2 separate regions of the Triticum aestivum genome follow, and region 2 is linked to region 1. Evidence: chromatin contacts called from public Hi-C data. All regions are on one chromosome and are shown on one strand. The core of a region is the stretch at or near the end of the contact, and the rest is flanking DNA. Distances in the headings are between cores, read along the strand shown.

Evidence for each region. A called contact is a pair of places that touch in the nucleus more often than the background predicts.
Region 2: a contact with region 1 is called in a Hi-C map of leaf, with 2.5 times the contacts expected there. The contact joins the promoter of LOC123063737 here to the enhancer-like site in region 1. A contact is called at or near these places in 2 of 5 Hi-C or Micro-C datasets (both in leaf).

Annotation. Positions count from the first base shown.
Region 1 is chr3A:748,773,883-748,778,913 of IWGSC CS RefSeq v2.1, forward strand. No RefSeq gene overlaps it. Among protein-coding and RNA genes, the nearest start is that of LOC123063736, 30 kb to the left of the region's middle. Within about 2 kb of position 3,144, at least 5 of the 8 cell types and tissues checked have an H3K27ac peak or open chromatin away from gene starts, as enhancers often do. A contact at or near this core is called in leaf, where this site is marked.
Region 2 is chr3A:748,816,339-748,821,369 of IWGSC CS RefSeq v2.1, forward strand. It overlaps LOC123063737 (transcription factor MYB59), which reads right to left and starts at 2,163. Exons shown (of 2, transcript XM_044487645.1): 1 at 1,685-2,163; 2 at 678-1,529. The coding sequence starts at 1,862. The coding sequence ends at 925.

The sequences.
Region 1 (5,031 bases), core at 1,894-4,393:
TGAGGGGCCGAACCTGGGTAAAACTGGCATCTCTCCATTCTGACCAACCCCGTTCAAGCTACCACCTACTTGCGATGGCCTCACACCTAAGTTCTCCTATGAGGACATCTGCCATGAAAAAACCATGACACACTTACACTGGGCTCACGCCGGAGCGTTAGTTCCCGCTCGAGCAGGAGATCCGGGCGATGCGCGCCGCGCACGCCGCACGCATCATTGCCGGGATGCCTCCAGACTCACCGGAGCCGAAGGAGGAGGAGGAGCAAGTGGAGGAGGAGGAGGAGGAGGAGGAGGGAGAGGAGCAGCATCCGGCTCCGATGGGGTTGGTGGATCCGGAGGACGAGGAGGAGGCGGAGCAGCCGGAGCAGGTGGTGCCAGCTCCAGGCTTCAACATGAAGGACGCGGAGGCGGAGTTCGCCGTCGCCCAGACGGACGTGATGGCGGAGTACCATGCCATCCTGAAGTCCATACAACACAAGGCCTATGTGGAGGCCAACCGACACTTCATCTAATAGGAAAGGACGGCGATCGACGCCCTTTTTGACGAGGTCGAAGCGGAGATGGATGGGAAGGCCGCCATGGAGGAGTTGGAGGAGCCGCAGTAGTGGGAGCTGCAGTTGCAACCCATCTACCTGCCGCCAGGAATGGAGATAGTGGACATCTTTGACGAGGATTAGGCTGGTTGATCTACGAAGTATGTAGGATTTTTTTCATGCTTTTGTATGGATTTAATATTTCTAGTATGAGGTATCCGAATATAGACTTGTAAATTTAAGGCTTGATCGGTTAGTGTCCGTAAACATGCTCGGGCGTGTCTGCACGTGTTTGAGAGCCCGAATTTGGCTAGATGCTCTCATGTTCATGTTCACAGTTAGGAAAACTGGAAAAGGAAGCAAATCATGGTGCGCTCCATGCACGCGGCTTAGGAAGAGAGCCCCCAATCGCTGCATTTAGCTGGCTCGCTAGGCGTGGCCCTTTTAATACCACGATTTTTTTTAGCTGGTTGTTGTTTTTTGAGATAACTTACCTGACTTGCTGCCTGGTACCACGATTCTTTTCTGGTGAACGGTCAACCATCCACTTGTTCTTTTAGCAAAGTTCATCAATCTTTTTTTAAAAAAAACATTGCATCAAAAAAAGTTCATCAAATTTGAACTAAGATCATCGATTTTTAATAAACTCATCTGAATTAGGAAAAAGCTCATCAAATTTGAAAAAAAAATCATTGAATTTGTGAAAGTTCATCAATTTTGAAAAAAGGTTCATTGAATATACAAAAAATCATCATTTTTTAAGAAAACAAGAATTTTTTTCAAAAAACTAAAAAATAAAAAATAAAACACGAATACAACCGCCCCGAAAAGGACCAATGAATCAACCGATTTGCGTCCAAAACCTGGGGTTGCCGTGATTGAAGAGAGAAGTAAAATAAAGAAAAAAAAAGTTTAAAAAGCACTAGTCCTTCAATGGCCCCGTGGTTACGGTCGTTTGCTTCGAAGGAGCTGGTCGCGGGTTTGTAGTCCCGGCCCTGCATTATTTTGTGAACGTTCTAAACAGAAGGGGAAAAAAGAAAATGTGCCAAGCCCAATTAACACGCCAAAGGGAATTTGCTATTCGCCGCTCTCTGCGGCAACAAGTGTTCGCACAGGCGGTCGATGCGATAGGTCGTATTGGGCCAGCCTGTTTACGCCCTTTCAGCGTTCCCAGTTTTGGGAACCTTCTAGAGGTTCCCAACCGGATTTCTTTCTTTTCTGTTTATCTTTTCATCTATCTTATTTTTCTATTTCTTTTTCCCTTTTCTCTCCCTGTTTCCTTTTCTGTTTATTTTATTTATTTATTTAATTTTTATTTTTTCTCTGATTATCTTTTTTTTTTCATTTTCAATTTTCTTTCTCAAATTTCTTTTTATTTTTCAAAAGATGTTCACATTTTACAAAAATTTTCATTTTAAAAAATGCTCCTGTTTTCAAATTTTGTTCCTAACTTGCAAAATTTGTTTGATTTGTTTCAAAAAATGTTCATAATTTCATGAAATGTTCCATTTTCAAATATTTGTTCAAAACTTAAAAAAAGTCTCATGGTTTTAAAAAACATTTTCTGCAGTTTCAATTTTTTTGTTCGCATAGGCAAAAAAATGTTCCTGTCTATCAAAATGTTCAGAAATTCAAAATATATTCGCACTTTTTCAAAGTATAGAATTTTTTTTCGGAATTTTTGAACAAATTTTAGGTTCAAGAGCAGTTTTTTTGGAATGTTTCAAAAATTTGTTTTCAATTTTCAAAAAATGATCATTTTTCAAATTTTGTTTGGTACATTTTCCTCGAAAAAAATCACATCTTTCAAAAATTGTTCATCATTCTAAAAAAATGTTCCCGTTTAAAAACAAAATCACGAATTAAAAATGTTCCTGCTCTCAGAATTTGTTCACAAATTAAAAGATGCTCCTCTTTTGGAAAAGTCTTCACAAATTCAAAAAATGTTCGCATTTCGTCAAAAATTGTTCATGTTTGTGATTTATTTTTTAGAATTTAACAAAATGTTCATATTTTTCAGAATTTGTTTACAAATTCAAAATATGTTCCTGTTTTTATTTTTTTCAATAATTCAAAATATTGTTCACATTTTCAAAAAACTTGTCTGTTTTGATGAAAACTGATCTAATTTTTAAAAATGTTCCTGTTTTTCAATATTTTTACATAACTTCGAAATTGTTCCTATTTTTAAATTTGATTACATATTCGGAAAAATGCTAAAAAAGTTTAAAACTTGTGTGTGTTCATAAAAGCGTTCTTCCATTTAAAAATAGATTCAGAAATTATAAGGAAAGATAAAAAAAGGAAAAATAACCGGATCTGGTGATGTGGTTAGTTCTATAGTATTCGCATTGCCATATCACCACAAGTGTCAGTCAGGCGTAGTGGTTAGGTACCTCGCTCTACAAGTGTGCGGTCATGATATTGAGTCCTCGCTGAAGCTTCATGCTTTTCTTTCATTTTTACACCGCTCGCTGCCTGTGTGGACCGGCCCAGTCGGGGGCGCCCTGTGTGAATCCCCGACTGTTTGCCGCAGTAAGCGGCACATAGGTGCTCCCGCGCCAAAGGATCGCCGGTTAGGAGCTCTCCAAGTAGATGCCGTGATAGCGCAATTGTTTGGTCCGCCTAGAGATGCATGACTGGATCAGAAGTTGACAGACGCGGACCTGCATGAGCCTCGATAAGGTCCTGGTTTCCTGATGGGCTAACTCTGCTGCCCTTCTGGTTAGCTGGCCCATATACGCATGCAGCATTCCACAAAAGGAAAATTGCATTATCTCAAAAAAAAAGGAAAACTGCATTCATGGTTTGCGAAGAAAAAAGATGCATGCATCGTCGCCTTAAAATAATATAAATCTGACATAAATACATACTCCCTTCATTCCACAATGTAGTGCTTCCTTTATCCTCGTGCTTTAACTTTGATCGTAAATTTAACTATCAAGACCGATTGCGGCGCGAGCAAAAATTATATCAGTGAATTCGTATTCGAAAGAAGTTTTCAATTATATAATTTTTCTCCCGCCGCAGTTGGTCTCGTTGGTTAAATTTATGGTCAAAGTTGAACCTCGGAAAACACGGGCGCACTATATTTTGGAATGGAGGGAGTATGAAATTTGGTATCAGGATAAAACAGGCTTATACACTTCCTCTAAAAAATATGTGGATACATGCTGGGTAATTAGTGTAGAAGAACTGTTTCTCAGATAAAAGTGTGACAAGGAAAGATTGTTAGTTATTCGCAAAAAAAAAGCAAAAAAAGAAGGAAAGATTGCTAGTGCGTTGCATGAAAGAGGTTTTGTATGTCGTCCACTGATGCTAGTGCATGCACTGTCTCTGTACACTTGTTTTTCTTTTCCGGGCATATGTATCTCTCGGGGAATATCTCTGCGTCATTACCATCTTAATTACAGTGACTCTTCATTTAATACATTGCACATTTTTGTCTTTTACTGTATGCACTAGTGTAGAACCGGACAATAGCACCGATTCGTAAGGCCTTTTAGTGCCGGTTCGATAACCGACACTAAAGGTCCCCTCCCCCTTTAGTACCGGTTCAACACGAACCGGTGCTAAAGGCAACCACGTGGCACGAGCCAGCTCCGGGGGCAGGGAGCCCTTTAGTACCGGTTGGTGACACCAACCGGTATTAAAAGGTTGGGGATTTTGGGTTTATGATTTCTTTTTCATTTAATTTTGTGTTTTCCATTTAATTCTTTTTCGTTTGCTGGTATTTTACGATACTGCATATTATATACATTATATTTTACGATACTGCATATTTTATATATATATATATATATATATATATATATATATATATATATATATATATATATATATATATATTCGCGATATTCGTCACTCTGGGTGAGGAATAGTTATTCTTCACCCCCTCTATTTTACCATCAATGCATCGTAATTTTACGTTCCGTAAGTTTTGTCTTATTTCCGATGCAAAAAGGGACCGTAAGAAAATATATAATCGCCGTAAAAAATATTTTATGTTATGTAAAATTACAAACGTAAAAACATAGTCCAAAATACACATAAACTACAAATTTTCTTGTATTAAACTATATTTTTATTTTCTTATATCAAATTTTATGTAGTAAATCAATATGAATGTAACTATTTGAATTCCAAATGTAATTTAGTTATGAAATAATCATAAGATTACCTAATTAATTCACACATATATACACACATGTATATATATATATATATATATATATATATATATATATATATATATATATATATATATATATATATATATATATATATATAGACACACACACACACACAATTAGCTAGCTATATATAATTTCTCCTAATTGGTGCCTTCGGAGCCAGTAACATTAGCCTAATTGGTCCCTTCGGAGCACGATAACAATTAGAAGTGGTTCATGGGGCGGTAGCGGGTAAAAATATTCTCCTTTGGGATCTATGACCTGGTCGAGCAAAAATTCCGCTATTTCCTCTTGAATTGCTTCTA
Region 2 (5,031 bases), core at 913-3,412, 41 kb after region 1:
GATGATCATCTTCAGGTCAGCATCTTCATGAGTTACGTGCCCTTGTGAACCTCTCCTGGCATAGGAATTAGAGGCTGAAATAGAAAGGTATAGTAGAGGTTCTAGCGAGTTCTTGAAGCAATTATTAGATTCTGGGTATCAGAATAGATTGATTGGTTGACCTCGGAATACATTTCTTATGCGGATTCTCTTTAATTATGAAGTACTTGATGGAATATGCTAATTTCGCTGGGTCTGTCTAGGACACATCTAGATGTGACATAGTTATGTCACATCTAACCTGATGTCCACTATGTTTGTGGTCTGTTTTTTTTATCCCAGCTTTTTTTTTCGTTCCTTGTTGCTACGTTATTTGTGGGAGATTAGATGTGACATCCTTAAAAAATATCTAAATGTGAATTAGACAAACTCAATTCCGTTTATGCAAATTTCGCCAGCCTTTAGTTTCGATATCCGGAATTAAAGAAGGGCCTACTTCGGCATCAACATGATGAATGAATGAACATATCGTGTGTGTGTGTGTATTGCACAAAAACATCCAGATTAAATAGATTGAGGGGATATACTCATGGTGGTCAAATCTTTATTTCTTTTTTACAAAGTCCATCCGAGTTCTCAAGTACTAGTATATATAGTACAGCTAGTAGCTGTTATACATTGCTAAAACATTAAGGAGATATTGAAAATTATACCATAATAAAAATAATTACATGCATATGTGTAGTTATTACTCTATCATACATACACATGGAGATTACATGTACAAAAGCATAAATCCCAAGGCAGGCATGCACTGATCACATGGAGAGTACATATCAAGTCTCGTCTCAGCTAGGATATGACTTGGACGCATGCACGTAAGCATCTTCAGCTAGTTGGCAGCTAGTAATTGGCTAAGCAAAGATCGATTGTGTATGAAAAAGATCATGAGGCACCGGCGACGGCGAGCATCTTCTTGTACTCGACCTCGTCGTCGCCTATCCCCCAGAGCGAATCCGAGCAGCAGTAGTCCCACACCGGCGATGAAGGCGGCGGCACTATCATCGACGGCACGGCGGCTCCCCATGCGTAGGAGTCCATGATGGCGTCGTTCCAAAGGAGGTGGCTGTCCATGCCGATGCCGGCGGTGTAGAGCAGCTGGTTATCCGCTTGTTCCTGGCTGGCCGCCGTCTCTTGGTCGCGGTGGCCGTGATGCGAGTTGTTGTCGTTGTCGATCGTTGAAGAGGAGGAGCTGGACGTGGTGGCCGGAGACGCCGCCGACATGGACGTGGACGTGGTCGTAGAGGCCGAAGCAGCAGAGGCGCGCGTGTCCTTGTGGAGCTTGCGGGTGTGGGTGCGCCAGTAGTTCTTGATCTCGTTGTCGGTGCGCCCCGGCATGGCCTTGGCGATGCGTGACCAGCGGTTGCCCCAGCGGGCGTGGAGGTCGACGACGAGGCGCTCCTCTTCGGGGCTCATCCGGCCGCGCTTGAGGTCCGGGTGCAGGTAGTTGACCCACCGGAGCCGGCAGCTCTTCCCCGTCCGGTTAAGACCTGTCGCCAAGACAAACACAAGAGCAAGAGGTGCCGGCGGAGACCGAGAGCGTTAGCACACAAAGGACCATGGCTACATCATATTTTGGTCCCAGACATGCATGCATGCATGGCGCATGCATGGCACGGCATGGGTCACCCGCCACCTTGCAAACCTGACACCTTAGCTAAGAAATCCCAGCGGCGCTCGCCGAAGAGCCGCACGAACCACGCCAGCTTCATGTCCTCCTGCTCCGTCCATGGCCCCTTGCGGAAACCACCCGATGCAACTGCTTCCTCCTCCTTCCCCGGCGACGGCGCCGCCTTGGCCTTGGAAGCCTGCTTCGTCTTCATCGATGGAGATGTGATGTGAACACAGCAGCTAGGCACCAAGGAGCTACGGACAGAAGACGTTGGTGGTGCGGCTGGTGGTGGGATCAATCAAGAGCCACTTGACTCGAGGAAGAAACGTATGGAAATGGAACGGAATGGAATGAAGGACTCCACTTGGGAGGTGGTGTGGTCGACGGCCGTCTTATAGGCGGTCGGGCAGGGGCAGGGGCAGGTGAGGTCGCATCCATGGGCACACGTCTTGGATCTACATGCTCTTTGCTTGCTTTTGCTTTCCTTTCGATTGGGGATAGAGGAGGAAGATAGCGATAAGTTGCCGGCCCGGCCGGCAAGTGGAGTGGAGGCTGATGTCAATGCACATCTATCACTAGTATATCAATCGCACCAGCCACCAGGACGGACAGTGCCGTGGATGATGGATCCATCCATCCATATATTTTTCAAGGGGTCGCATATGTCGTCCTTGCTGATGATTGCCTCTTTTTACCAAGTACAGCAGCACCGATCATATATTCGTTTCGTCGATCCGTGCTGGCTAGCTGGCCCTCCATTTCTCTCTCTCTCTCTCTCTCTCTCTCTTTTCCAAGAAACATCGAGTGAGTACAGCATAGACGCGTACATATCATATATGCACACCATCACCACTGACACCACATGCACGCAGCACGCACACTCACAGTGCGGGACACTAGTTGAAGAGTTTTGGTAAATCACCGCGCGTACCTCACTATCAATAAGGTGATCACGTCCCAGCGGAAAAAAAATACAATCTTGCGAAGTCTTGGTCGACTTAGATTTTGTCAAGTCTCGGTCGATAGTATATCCGTAAGATCTTACATTAGAATCAATGTTGGGGATATCGCTTATCGGAAACTTATCGGTCGACCCATGATAAGGGGTAAATTGGCCAGTTTATCGGCATATCGGCCGATTTATCGCCATATCGGCTGATTTATCGGCCGATTTATCTTATCGGTCTGACAGCCTTAAGCGATAAATCGGCCGATTTATCGGCATATCGAAAGATATCTTGAACAGTGATTAGAATCCATGCAAAATTTTCTTTTTTTTCGATTGTATGTTACGTTACTTTAATCGAGACTTTGCTAAATCTCAATCGACTGAGACCTAAGCACACCCAAAAAAATATTCCAGCTTAACAAGACGCAAAGCAACAAACCTGGAGTTTAATCCATCTGTATAACCACCACAGGTTGATTACTGGAAGAAAAAGGTTTTCGCCTTGTTTTATATGTAAAGCAATGATCACCATACAAACCGACGCAAAACACCACATCACCACAACACACGCATCCAAGGCAAGATATATATGGGGTGATGCTAAATGTCAGCAACATCACGCAATACAACTACAGTTAGACAATAGATGGACACTAAGCATCACTATGGAGTCGATGGCACCCTCAACCGTGAACAACCCACCGCGAGGAGGCGAAGCTAAACGCTGGCGAACCATGAGCTCCAACATGGTATCTTCAGGAAGGAAACGATACCGAAGCGCTGCCACAGCTCGATTGAAAGGATCAAGATTTTCACTAGGAGCATGACAATGCACCAGGAGCAACCATGATGAAGAGTTCAAAAAGGTGATGACGTCCACAGACACCGCCTCCGTAGACGTAGCCTAAGCCAGACAGGGTTTTCAGCCTAGCAAGCACACCCCATGTCCAACCATGGTGCGGCCAGTCACGAGAACATCTGTCGCACCACCACTAGAGAACGCTAAACACCAGCCAAAACACTGCCCACCTGGGTCCGCTCCTGGCAAGCACCAGGCACCCGCCCATCAACGAGCGGTGACGACCCGACCACAACTTGCCTCCATAGAAGGACTCTGGAAGCACGCACCTGAGCTCGCCGCAGATGAGCCAATGTAGGAGTCGTGCCTCGTCATCGCTGCGAGATGACCTGCCGAGCCACCATGGACTGCTGCACAACCATACAAAAAGGCCATCACGCACCGCTAGAGGCCGTCGCCGCGCCGCCTAGACCATACACCAAGCATCGGCAGAAACGAGCCTTTGCCACCCCCTTGCGTTACATGCCATTGATGAGGTGCGATATCCAGGTAGATCCGACCGCAATCCGGTAGGCACACCCCCACCATCGGTTTCTATGCAAAATGCGTAACCAAGGGAAACTCCAACGCAACGACGCATATCATCCGCTTGTGTCCGTTTGGGTGGAAACGGAGGAAAACTCCGGCCCAATGCGCCGATGCAAACCCATATTTGGTTGACTCGCTGCACGTCTGGATGCATTCGCTATCCAAATTTGCGTCTGATTTGCGTTCACGTAGACACACGAGAATGACACATCGCGCGTTTGCTCAGTGTCCACCATGGGTGCGCGTGTCGGCCACCCAACTACCCCACATGGTCATAGTGAATGCATCCACCTAACTTCGTCCCACATGGCAGCGGCTGGAACAGTCCGGAGTCCAGGTCTTTTTTAAATTGGGAGGGTCCGGCCTCATCCACTTGCTCTCCCAATTCCGTCCACATCTGGCCACCCTCACTCCCTCACCGGCAACAGAAAACCCTAGCTAGCCCATGTATCCACCATGGGGTTCTTCAACAAGGGGAAGGGGAAGTGCAAGTTCGACGTTCGCATCCTGCGTGTCGTCGACGAACGCTTTAGCGTTGGTGCCATGGGCAGGGAGGGCATGTCGACCACGAGACCGGCTCTACATCACAGTGCACCGTGTGTGGTATCACTAGTAGTACCGTGCCCCACTGCCGTGGCACGACGTCAACCTCCCCCACAGATGGCACCTCGACCCCCATCTCAAACACTGGAGGCAGCGTGGGCTGGCAGAGGAGCGGGAAGAAGGGCAACGCCTCATGCAATTGGAGCGTGAGGAGGAGGAGTGCCGGCAGCGCTGTGCACGCGAGGAGGAGGAGCATGCGTGCCGCGCAGGAAACGGTGTAGGAGGCAGCGCAGACGGCGTACCAGCACACCTTCCTGTGGGTTGCGCCGCCACCGCCCTTTTTCGACATTACCGACTCTGACGATGAGGGCGACGTTAGGGCTACTGTGCGGCTGGGAGGGGCCTTTTTTAAGTTTTTATTCTATCTTTAATTATGTTTAAGTGGACTTTGGCTGGTGGTTGACCGGCCGTTTTATTGTACAATTATATTTAATTTATTTG